Regions from separate parts of the Mus musculus genome. Here region 2 is linked to region 1. A link is a contact called in public promoter capture Hi-C data. All regions are on one chromosome and are shown on one strand. The core of a region is the stretch at or near the end of the contact, and the rest is flanking DNA. Distances in the headings are between cores, read along the strand shown. Region 1 holds the start of Kdm5c (lysine (K)-specific demethylase 5C). Region 2 overlaps Kantr (Kdm5c adjacent non-coding transcript).

Evidence for each region. Promoter capture Hi-C pulls out the DNA fragments that hold promoters and counts their contacts.
Region 2: a promoter capture Hi-C map of erythroid cells shows a contact between it and region 1, with 1.7 times the contacts expected there. The contact joins the enhancer-like site here to the promoter of Kdm5c in region 1. A contact is called at or near these places in 14 of 39 promoter capture datasets (the 3T3-L1 cell line, the HPC-7 cell line, HPC-7-derived erythroid cells and 10 more), 2 of 15 datasets of contacts at CTCF or cohesin (CD8 T cells and pro-B cells), 28 of 484 Hi-C or Micro-C datasets (the AML12 cell line, CD4 T cells, the G1E-ER4 cell line and 14 more), 10 of 115 datasets of contacts at active chromatin or transcription factors (the SCID.adh cell line, bone marrow-derived macrophages, embryonic stem cells and 2 more) and 3 of 9 other capture datasets (adipose tissue, liver and pancreatic islet).

What each region holds. Positions count from the first base shown.
Region 1 is chrX:152,230,752-152,237,066 of GRCm38.p6, forward strand. Kdm5c (lysine (K)-specific demethylase 5C) reads left to right here and starts at 2,476. Exons shown (of 26, transcript NM_013668.4): 1 at 2,476-2,959. The coding sequence starts at 2,810.
Region 2 is chrX:152,304,086-152,310,400 of GRCm38.p6, forward strand. All of the region lies in intron 2 of Kantr (Kdm5c adjacent non-coding transcript), which reads right to left. Among named protein-coding and RNA genes, the nearest start is that of Kantr, 20 kb to the right of the region's middle. Within about 2 kb of position 3,451, at least 17 of the 459 cell types and tissues checked have an H3K27ac peak or open chromatin away from gene starts, as enhancers often do. A contact at or near this core is called in the G1E-ER4 cell line, erythroblasts, erythroid cells and 1 more, where this site is marked.

The DNA.
Region 1 (6,315 bases), core at 1,226-3,725:
AGAGATGAGGGTGTGGTTGGGAATTTAGTTAAGACCTTGAGTTATTGCTCTGCATACATTCTATACCAGAATTCCTCTCCCAGATGGCTGGGCGAGGCCACACCAGCTTTCCCCACAAGGAAAATTCCAAATTCTGGAGCCTACAGCGCCCAGTTTCTGATTGTTCCTCAACAAGACTTGAAGCTTGGAAAACACTGAGCAACTTTCACTGAGCAACAAGTTTCAGCCTAGACTGTCACAGGCAGAATTTATGGGAGTCATACAGTTGTAGGTTTGAATTCTGGCTCTGTCACTTTCTATTTATGTGACTTGGACCTGAGTTTCATTCTACTCATCTGAAAGATGGGAGAATACTACTCCCCAGCACTTGGCTTTTTTTTTTTTTAATTTTCTTTCTTTTTTTTTTTTCGATACAGGGTTTCTCTGTGTAGCCCTGGCTATTCTGGCACTCACTCTGTAGACCAGGCTGGCCTCGAACTCAGAAATCTGCCTGCCTCTGCCTCCCAAGTGCTGGGATTAAAGGCGTGCACCACCACTGCCCTGTAGCACTTGGCTCTTAAAGAAAGGCAGACATTAGGCTGGTGAGATGGCTCAGTGGTTAAGAGTACTGACTGTTCTTCCAGAGGTCCTGCATTCAATTCCCAGCAACCACACAGTGGCTCATAACCATCTGTAATGGGATCCAATACCCTCTTCTGGTGTGTGTCTGAAGACAATTACAATGTACTCGTATACATAAAATAAATAAATACAAAAATAAATAAATTAGCAATGAAAATAATTTTTTAAAAAAGAGACGCAGATATTATTATCTCTAATCTTCCTAAGTAATGAAAGGATTACTTAACTTCATTTTATGAACAAGAAAACCAAGGGTCAGGGACGTGAGGTACTTGGCAGGGCCCAGTGAGTAAATAATCTGTTCCAGGAAGGCATGCTTTTGTATTTTCACATGCTCACAAAAGTTCCTGTTGCATAGTATGACTTTCACAAATACAAATCAATGCATTTTATATCACTGGCTTAAAAGACTGCTCGGTTTCCTTTTGCCCTGTGGTATGTCTGGGCTAAGGACATTAGAGGAGACTGGAGGAAGAATGGGTGGTGCTGAGACCAAAAGCCTGGTGTTCTTTACTCTTTACAGAGATGTTCCTCAGGTAGAAAAGCAAAATGTCTTCAGGTGAGGAACAGCAAACTTACTAACCTTAATTTTAATGCCTTTTCTCCTGTCCAGTTCCATTACTTTACATTATTATTACTATTATTACTATTGAGTTTTTGAGATGGGGAGTAGCCCTATCCTGGCTATCCTGGAAGTAGTTCTGTAGACCAGGATGACATTGAACTCAGAGATTCATCTACCTCTGCCTCCTGAGTACTGGAATTAAAGATGTATGCCACCATGCCTGCCCTTTTTTTTTTTTTTTTTGGAGACAAGAACTCACTGTACAACCTGCCTCTGCCTCCCAAGTGCTGGGATTAATGGCATGTGCCACCTACTGCCCGGCCATTAGTAATAATAATATTACTACTAGTACTACTACTACTACTACTTTGTGAGGCAGGATCTTGCTATGTAGCTCAGGCTGGTCTCAAACTCAAAATCCCCCCCTTTTTAGCCTCTATGTACTGCATATACATGGAATAAACAAAAATGTAAACATCCAGGCCTTTTGGTTTTTTTGTAGCAGTAGTTGCTACAAAAATGGATACACACATATTATACAAAGTGTTTATATAGTTACAATGTATACCAAACAGTCGAAAGCATTCTTTAAAATGCTGATGGCCAATGATACTGGGGAGAATAATGCATTTTTACTCTACGTGGGACTGAAGCTTCTAAAACTCCACATTCTCTAGGGAGTGAGGAGTTTCCTTCTTTCATTTAAAAACAAAAACCTCAGAGGTGTAAGTCTGGTAAATCTTCAATTCACTCAGCAGTAGACACGCGGAATGGGAGGGGGAGGGGGAGGAAGGGGGCGGAGGTTCCTCGAAATCACCGCCTTCCGTGGTTCTCACTGAAAGGACCTGAGAGAAGCAGCAAAGGACATTGGGGAGGAGACAACCGGCTTGGGATCTAGGGTGTGTGCGTGCGCGTGCGCGAGCGTGTGCGAGCGCGCATGGGCGCGTACTAGTTTAGGCTCACTACTTATGGACACTAGCTCCTCTTCCGGTTTGTCTAGAGACTGCGCATGCGCATCACTGGCCTTTAAACGTGCATCGCCGGTCCATCCGGTAAAAGGATCCGGCCATCGATTTACAATTTTGTTCTTCCGCCAATGAAATGAACTATTTTCTCTTAGCCTGAGAAATGTTTTTAACTAACCACCTCCAAATAAGGGACATATACAACCCGATTTCTTTCGGTCATCACATGATGAAGGCTTCCTAGGTTTTTTTCTGACTCAAAGTAAACGGAACTCGGAGAGACACCTTGCGGAGGGATCTGGTTTGTTGTGGTGAGGTACAGAGGTGGGGGGGAGGAGACGCTGACAAACCAAGATGGCGGTGGCAGCGGTGAAACCTGCCGCGACTGGGACTTAACTGTAGTAGTGAAGGCTTCAGTAGTTGGGAGGCAGCGGTAAGGTGTGGAAGAAACGGAACAGGACTAAGAACCTGTAAAAGGAACCTCAGCCTGAGACTTTTAGAGCACGGCACCCGCCCCCCTAAGCCCTTGACGGGCGGTGGCCGTCCTGCTTAGGGCCTAGACTCCGAGAAGTACCTCGGTTTCAGACAGCGGCGGCGCCATGCGTCCTTAAGGGCGACCTGAGCCCTCCCGATCTCTGGCCCAGCCCTCGGGCCCACCATGGAGCTGGGGTCCGACGATTTCCTACCGCCGCCGGAGTGTCCGGTGTTCGAGCCTAGCTGGGCCGAGTTCCGAGACCCTCTTGGCTACATCGCGAAAATCAGACCCATCGCCGAGAAGTCCGGCATTTGCAAGATCCGCCCACCCGCGGTAAGGCTGGGAGCTGATGGTCGCCAGCGGCGAGTTTGTGGGTGGATCCGGGTAGCCAGTGGTGAAGTCCCGGGCGGAGGGCAGCAGGTGTGGGAAGAATATGGGATGGCTGGTATTTTGTGGATGCCTCACGAAGCGGAAAAAGGGTGCTGGGGTCAGGGCTCCTCGTTTTGTGGCATACAAGTGACCTGGGGTCTGAGACCCACTCCCACTCTGCTCTTGAGAATTTCCCTTGATTCAATACACAGATGCTTAATGGGCTGGGGAGAGTTCGCAGGGAGGCACAGAGACTCCCATCTTTTACTTTGTATCACCCTGGTCGAGGCAGTTACAAAGTAACGACTACTGTCATTATTCCCTTTAAGGCAAGCTGTGTGGTGTAGTGGAAAGATCACGTCTCAAAAGGGAGTCAGACGTGAGTTTAAAACTACTTAGAAGGTTAGCAGCTGTATGACCTTGGGCATGTAAAGTAATCCCTGAGCCTGTGAATTGTGTGCTGGGAATAATTAGATTAAACCAGGTAACATAGTGCACTCTGGTAAGTGGTAATTACTGTGACTGTGAAGGTGCTTGATGTGGTCATTGGTTTGCTTCTGTGTGTGTTGACTCATGTTTACTCACGCTGTCAGGCCAATTCATCTCTGATAATATCCTAGCCTGGTGGCCAGTCAGGAAATCATTCTCACAGGGAGTGCTCTTTCTGGCTCCTGCGTTTTCTAGTTGAAGGTAATGTCAGAACCTTCTTGCACATGGTCCCCACAGCCTTCCTATGGAGAAGTTTAGACCAGTTAGCTTGGTATGGCCTTCTCAGAAGATCTGGATTCTACCTCAGGCTCAGAATGTAGATGATCCTATAAGATAAGGTTTTCTTGGGTCCCCAGGAACAATAGTGGAGATATGGAAATCTTCCTTTGCTTCCCAAATGTTCAGCAAAAAGGACCATATTGTTGCTTCTAGTCCTGACTAGCCCAGGGGAAGTTTTCCAAAGGCTAGGACAGGCTGCTGCCTTGCTGACACACTGGAGGAAACAATGGTGAACAGTGTTTAGTAACCACTTGAGATTCCTGGGCTGGTTTGAATTTATCCGCAACAATGTATCTTCGAGGAGGTGCTTCTGGATGTGGAAGCCTTATTCCCACTTGACAAGAGCATCTTAGGTCTTCTTATCCAATTCAGTGCTTTTGTTGCCCTTTCATAGGCTGGTTTTAGATGGATCCTCCGGGCCCTAGAGTCTAGAGTCCTTGTTGGTCACAGGTGTCTGAAGATGGGTTTCTGTTGTGAGGGAGTCACAGCTATTAGTGACAAGCCAGGAAGGCTAGCAGAAGGGAAAGGTTGGACTCCTGGATGGCCTTATGGAAATATTCCTTGACGTGGTCAGGAGACGCCTAATATGGGGATAATTGAGGTCTCAATTTCCCTTTTTTCTCCCTTGGGCTTTTGGGCAGGTTGGCCTTATGTAGGTGCTCTTACCTTGTCTTGGGGAACCAGGATGGAAGAAATGACAAGGACATCGGTGTGTGTGTCCATCCTTTCGTCCATCTGTTCATCTGTCCATCTGTCCGTTTGTCCCCAGGGGACTGTTCTTTGGTAGGCTTCTTTTCTCCACTCCAGTAGCTTTGATTCTTTCCAGTCCTGACTTTTGTTTTTGTTGTTCATGATTTTGTGTACGTGCCCACAATTCTCTTAAACCACCTTTAGGCTCTAAAGCAGTTGGCTTTCTTCTGTTTGGAACTTGAATTACTCACCCAAGTGATTCTTAGGCCCAGGATGCAAACCTGTGTGTGAGTAGGTATTGGAGTTTTTCTTAGAGGGGTGGTTTTGGGTTTGTGTTTCATAGCATGTGGCTGCTTGCTACACTTGGCATAGATGGATGGAGGACAGGGTAGTTAATGGTGGCATCACACAACTTCTTGAATTCGCCATCCTGTTTGTCACCACATTCGAAATGCCATCATCTTGAGCATTTGTACTAATACAGGACTGAGATGAGAGGTTTGTTGGACCTTCCCCATCTACTGTTGCACCTATAGCTCCTGCCTTAGGACTTCAAATTGTTTAGAACTTGGCAGAGCAGAGAAAAGCAGTGCTTAGAGTTTGGGGTTTGAGCACCTTTCTGTCTGGGTTATCTGTGCTGAGGGGAGTGTTGTCTGATGGGAGATAAGAGGGTATGGAAAGCTTCACCTGGCTTAAGCCGTAGCATTTTAGCCTAAGGTTTGTTTTTTTTTTTTTTTTTTTTTTTTTTTTCACCCCTCCTGCTTTCGTCAGCCTCAAGTGCTTTCTGTCTATTACCATGGGTTGGGGAAGAATGTGTGCACTTGCAAATATGAGGCCTCTGGTTCCTTTTTTTAAGAGAAAGAGCCTGCATACAGAGATCAACAGCTCTTTCTCTCTTTTCCTATACCTTTTCTGTCCTTCCATATGTGTTCACTTGTGTGTGAATGCTGGTAGCTTAGTGTAGTAGAAAGAACCAGCGATCAGAGGACATGGGTTCTAGTGTTGGCTCTGCTGCTAACTAGCATAGGATTTCCTCTCCTAGCCTTACTTTCCACGTCTGTAAAATGAAGACGTTGATCTAGGTTATTTTAGGGTCTTTTTTTTTTAACCATTTTAAAATTTTTTTAAAGATTTATTTATTTTATGTATATGAGTAGTTGTACTGATGGTTGTGAGCCATCATGTGGTTGCTGGGAATGAAAGCTGCTCACTCCGGATGGGGCTCCGGACTACCCCACTCACTCCTGGCCTAAAGATTTATTATTATTATACATAAGTACACTGTAGCTGTCTTCAGACATACCAGAAGGGGGCGTCAGATCTCATTATGGATGGTTGTGAGCCATCATGTGCTTGCTGGGATTTGAACTCAGGACCTTTGGAAGAGCAGTCAGTGCTCTTACCCGCTGAGCCATCTCACCAACCCTTTTACCATTTCTTAAGCACCAGAGCTCCAGGGGAGAGAGAGGACTCTCTGGGGAAGCATTCATGAGGCTGCAGAAGGGGAGTCTTCATAGCTATCTTTTGGGTAGGACAGAAAAAACTCCAGCTTGGCAGGGTAAAGCTTTCCCTGCTTTCATTAATTTTTTCCTGGCTTCCCCTCTGTAAATTCTTGCATTCGTTGCCACCACTTTTGGGCTTCCCACTCACTCCCAGACTTCTTTCCCCGCCTCTTACAGCAGACAAGTATATGAGAGAGGACCCACAGGAAGCCTTTCCAACCTGGGGAGTGAGTAAGAGGTGCAGATTCATCTTCCTTGGTCTTCCCTGCAGTGTCTTCTGTGAGCCTTTAACTGAGAAAACAGGCATTGATGGCCTAAAGTATTAATCCCTGCCTGAACCAGAGCTGAGCTACTCTGCAT
Region 2 (6,315 bases), core at 2,201-4,700, 74 kb after region 1:
GGAAATAATACTGGGTGCTGTAGGCTAAACAAAATTATTTTTAAAAAATTACACTTAGACAAAAAGACATGAAATAGTTTATTTAAAATAGAAGAATATGCCAAAGTTTATAGCTGACTAAATTTCATAAGCATCAATTATGTTCAAACTGGTTTATATAGTAACTGCAATTCCCAAAACATTATAAAACATAACAAGTGGATTCTGAAATATATTTTTAAAAAATCTAAAGAAGGTTGAGTATGGTTGTACACACCTTTAATTCCAGCAATTGGGAGAAAGAGGCAGGCGAATTTCTGTGAGTTTGAGTCTAGCCCGGTCTAAATAGTTTTGGGCCCCCCAGAGCTACATAGTGAGACCTTCTTGCAAATAAAAATAAAGTAAGCAGAATATATGGGCAAAAAGGTGGAAATGTTTTGCTTTGTTAAATACCAATATTTACTAGGAAACTGAAATAATTTAGGGAGTGTGATAGTGATTTGGGGGCAAAAAGTTAGGCAACGGCAAAGAAAGTCTATAATCAGACTTATCAGACAAACTGTGGCTAATACTGACGGTTAACTTTACTAGATTAATTAATACCTGGCCTAGAACATTAGTGAGGTACATCTCTTGGCTGTGGTTATGAGGGTGACTAGAGAGATGCTTAACTGAGAAAGAAAGACCCATCCTGAATGTGAGTGGCACTGCCTGTGGGCTGAGGTCCAGAGTAATGCAAAAGCAAAAAAAGCAGCCAGCAGAATGTTGACATTCCTTTGTTTCTGTTTTTGGATCCACTGAGATAATGAGCCGACAGTCTCCAGCCCCCTGGATGGACTGCACCCTGAACCTGCTTATTGTCAGATATTTGAGTATAGCAATGAGAAAAGTAACTAATTTAGGAGAATTGATGTATGACAGAGGTGGCATTAGGTTATCCATGTGGAAAAAAATGAGACTCCAAAACAAAAGAATTTCACTTTACACTATATTGACAAAAGAGACAGGTTTATAAGGGTGTGGGTCAATAGAATCTTTTATACATTAAAAAGAGCACAAGTTGTATCATAGTTTAAACAGTTTGACAGAACCCTGTCAGGTGGGACTTTTATATACCCTATTAACTAGCAACCCCCTCCTTAGATTGGATATACCTTAGAACAAGAGCTGTGTATGGAAAGCAGAGACACACGGAAGAACATGTAAGCAGTGCTGTTTTTAAGAGCAAAAAGCTGGAAAGGACTCAAATGTCCATGAACAGAAACATGGATTATTTGTTTTACCATCACTTGAAGTATAGTGAACTACAACCACATGCAGCAAAAGATGTGAGTCTCAGGGATATAGTATCAGTGAAAAAATAAAATGACAGAAAACCATACATAATAGTGTTCTGTAGTTATTTCATCGGAATTGAAACATTCTCCTGGGGGCTGGAGAGATGGCTCATCGGTTAAGAGCACTGACTGCTCTTCTAGAGGTCCTGAGTTCAATTCCCAGCAACCACATGGTGGCTCTCAACCATCTGTAATGGGATCTGATGCCCTCTTCTGGTGTGTCTGAGGACTGCTACAGTGTATTCACAGTATATAAATAAATTTAAAAAAATAAAAGAAACATTCTCTGGAAGGGAGAAAGGTGGGCATGTGAAATTGAAGAAGCAAAACAGACTTCCATGGGGCTGGTGAGATGGCTCAGCGGGTAAGAGCACCCGACTGCTCTTCTAAAGGTCCTGAGTTCAAATCCGAGCAACCACATGGTGGCTCACAACCATCCGTAAGGAGATCTGACTCCCTCTTCTGGAGTGTCTGAAGACAGCTACAGTGTACTTACATATAATAAATAAATACATCTTAAAAAAACAAACCAAACCAGATTTCCAAGGGCCAGCAAGTTCAGTAAGTTTACAAGACCTCTTCCCAAGTTTATAAAAGCAGTAAGAAATTAATGGGGAGTAGAAAGTCCTGATAGGAGCTTCATACAGGGCAGGCAAAGAACTCTAGGGAGGTACCTTTTGTGAGCTATCATCCATGCTGGGGTGGGCATTTCAGCAATGCCGCTGACTTTCAATCATCCATGCTTCTAAAGTAGCTCCAACAAACTCATTAGTTCATACGATGGTTAATACTGACTGTCAACTTGACAGGATCTAGAATACTGGAGATCAAACCTTTGGGGATGTCTGTGAGGGATTATCTAGATTAGGATAATGGCTGGAAAGACCCACCCAAACTGGATGGTGCCATTTCTATACACTGGGCTCCTAGACTGAATCAAAAGGAGACAGTAAGCTCAGTGTATTTATCCATAACTGCTCCTGATTGTGAACACAATGTGGAAAACTGCCTCAAGCTTTTGCCACGACCTTCCCATCACAAAGGACTGTAACCTCCGACTGTGAGTCAAAAGAAACCTTTTTGACTATCAAAGAAGAGGGGATAGAATGATTGTAAGAACCAGTGTTCAGGGAGCACTAGGCTAAACAATGTCTTCTGGATACCACAGGAGTGCTGTACTATAAACTCACAAGATCAAGCCAGTCAATATCCCAGTATGGAAGGAGAAAGGCTCAAGAGTCTCCACACCTAATAGAGGAGCTACTGACAGTTGATGGCTTCTGGAAGAAAGAGAATTAGTTTTCTGGTGTGGCCTCTGGTAGGTTGACCATATATATCCTGGTGGATGGCCATGAGTATATGAGAAACATAAATTAGAATCAGGGAGATATTAAAGAGGACATGAAGTTGGATGTGGATGGCAATGGTGAAAGTTAGGAAGAGTGGAGTGTGAAATGATTGAAATACATTGTAAGTAGGACATGTGGGGTTGTGCATACCTCTTTCCTTCCTCTGTCTCATGTATGTGGGTATACCCTGCAGACACCCCAGAACAGGACATTGGGTCCCATTACAGATGGTTGTGAGCCACCATGTGGCTGCTGGGAATTGAACTCAGGACTTCTGGAAGAGCTAGTCAGTGCTCTTCTTAACCACTGAGCCATCTGTCTAGCCCCAGTAAACCTTTTAATCCCAGCATACACAAGGCAGCGGCAGGTAGGTCTGTATGAGTTCTGGGCCAACCAAGCCTCCATAATGACATCTTCTTTAAAACAAACAAACAAACAAACAAACAAAAACACATAGCATCAACCTCCCCAAAGCCCCTATATATATGTGTGAAATACCAAACAAATTAATAAAAATGCTATATTTCACACAAAAAAAGTTTCTATAGGTTGCTTTTGTTGAAGCAATGTCACAAATAACACAGAAGTGGGACCAGTTCTCATTCTGTGCTAGTAGAACTTGACAGAGTAGTTCACATGCTGCTGGCTTTGAAGGCATGAAAGAGGATTGAAGGAGGTCACAAACTCTTGCTCTGTGGCCTGAGGCCAGACAATGTATGACAAGGCTGGAGTCTCTGAAAGGAGTAGGAAGCCACTGTGTGAAGCTGTGAAGATAAAGCCATGGGAGGTCTGCAGGCAGTGATGAGCCACTCTAAGAGGTTATATGAACTGCTGGAAGCAGAGATGGAAGGGTGGGGATACTCAAGCCCTTTGGGCCCAGATAATTTTATCATGACTTCCAGCTGCTTAGCATGAAACTGCAGGAGTTTGTGTTTCTATACTCTTTTTTTTTTTTTTTTTTTTTTTGGTTTTTCAAGACAGGGTTTCTCTGTGTAGCCCTGGCTGTCCTGGAACTCACTTTGTAGACCAGGCTGGCCTTGAACTCAGAAATCTGCTTGCCTCTGCCTCCCGAGTGCTGAGATTAAAGGCATGCGCCACCACGCCCGGCTTGGAGTTTGTGTTTCTATACTTTTTTTTTTTTTTTACTTTGGTCCAATTATTCCTTGCTATGCCCCATGCTTTTCTTTTGGAACAAGAACATTTATTCTGTGCCATTATGTACAAGAAATACGTAACTTGGCTTTTACTTTATAGGAACTCACATCACATCTAAGAGATTGCCTTGAACCTGACATGAGATATGAACACTGAACTTTTTTGAGACAGTGCCTCTCTGTACAGTCCTGGCTATACTGGAACGAACTCTATAGATCAGGCAGTCCTGGAACTCAGAGATCTAGCAGCCTCTGCTGCCACCACCTGGCTTGACTTTGAAACTGTTGAAACTGTTAAAGACTGTAAGGACTTTAAATACATAACATTGCATTGTGAGATATTCACAACACTTTAGGGACAAGGGGTAGAAAATTATAGTTTGAAAGTGATGTGTTTGGGTGCCAAGTTGACAAGGGATGGAGTTGTGATGATTAATATGAGATTAATCCTGTCAACCTGACAGGATTTTGAGTCACTGAACAAACAAATCTGGGCAGATCTGCTCAGGATTATCTAGAATTTAGATTCCAGATTAAGAGAAGAAAAGACTCACCTTAGATGTGGGTGGAACCATGGTACTGGGTTAGGTCCTGGACTAAATAAATCTAAGCTCTTCCTGGTAGGACTTCCTCTCCATGATTATGCTAGTTAGTTTTCTGTCAAATTGATCTAAGCTAGAGAGATCTGAGAAGAGGGAATCTCAATTGAGAAAATGCCTTCTTGTTTTGGATACCCAAACTGAACTGACTCCAGTCAAGCCCAGTTCTGGGCATCTAATTACACTCCTAGACTCTAGGTCAGTACCCGATGACATCCTCAAGGCCCATCCCGGCACCAGATTCCTCAAGGCTTTAGGCTTCAGGCTCCTGATGGGTTTAGAACCAAGCCCACACCAGGAGGACTTAAATGGCCACAGGCTCCAGAATGGCCAAAGTACCAAACCTGTCTAAGTACTACATCAGACCTCACATGCTTACATTTACTTCATAGCCAAACATGCCCCAGTGACCCTGGGCCCCAAACTTCAGGTCCACTCTAGCACTAGGCCAGCCTTTGTACTCTCTGACTTGTCTCAGCCCACGGTCAGCCCTCTCTGCTGTAGTTACCAAGCTGATACTAAAGACACATGCTCTAGGCTTACCTAGTGATAGGCTGGCCCCTATATCTCTTACATTCCATAAGATCCAGTCTAGGCTATTCTAGCAGAATGAGGGTCCAGGTATATCCCAGCCAATATCACCTCGCTTGTGGCGTGTCCATCTATCCAGAAGAGCTTATTCTGTGTGTGTGTGTGTGGGGGGGGTCAGAAAGGTAGGGCTGGGTATACCCCCTTAGCATCTCCCTTGAAGCAGGCCAAAGTCTATACCCTTTAGACTTGCAGAAGTGGTGCAGGGCTTGGCTATGGCTCCAAACAGCCAGGTATCCCTACTGATTCTATCCCCAGCTAATTCTATTAAGTGTTTTGGCCAGTGTCAGAAGTAGTGATATTTACAATGTTGGTGAGCATAGGACAGAAACCATAGTACAAGAACAAATAAGTTTGTGAAAATTCACATCATGCACATCTTCAAAGGGGTTTTCTGTGGGGAGATCTTCAGTACAGACAGCCATCATTGACCATAAAATAGTCCTGAGCAAGGTGTAGTATTGCCTTTAATCCCAGCACAAAAAAGTTCGAGATCATCCGGCAGTGGTGGTGTATGCCTTAAATCCCAGCATTTGGGAGTGAGTTCTAGGACAGCCAGGGCTACACAGAGAAACTCTGTCTCAAAACAAACAAACAAACAAACAAACAAACAAACAAAAGTTTGAGATCCTTGATTAAGAGCACTGAGTTTTAGGCCAAGGAAAGCCAGAACTGTATAGAAACCCTATAAAAGAAATTAAAAAAGAAAGAAACCTTTTCTTTAGTCAATTATTCCACTAATTCTAGGAGATATTATAGAAGTTAAAAATGACTACATCCCTAATAAAAAAACTTAATTCTAAAAAAAATGACTACATCTACATTTTTAGGTCAAAGATAATAATTATTTTCATATTTCTAAGGGGAAAAATTATGAATGGCCACCAATGAACAATTACCTCACTTAAATATTCACCGTTTCTAGTATTTCATTATTCATATGGCAGTTATGAATCTTCCTTGTACTTTAAAAGTCAAACATTCTACAGCTCTGAATTAAACAGTGTAATATAGCTATCCTAGTATGCTTAAACTATTAAACCCATCATGCTACAAGTACTAAGAGTATTCATTTAAGATTCACTATTCCAAAGATAGAGAACGTCAGACCAATTTCCCTCATGAATATCAATGCAAAAATACTCAATAAAATTCCCGCTAACCGAATCCAAGAACACATCAAAACAATCATCCATCCTGACCAAGTAGGTTTCATTCCAAGGATGCAGGGATGGTTTAATATACGGAAATCCATCAATGTAATCCACTATATAAACAAACTCAAAGACAAAAACCACATGATCATCTC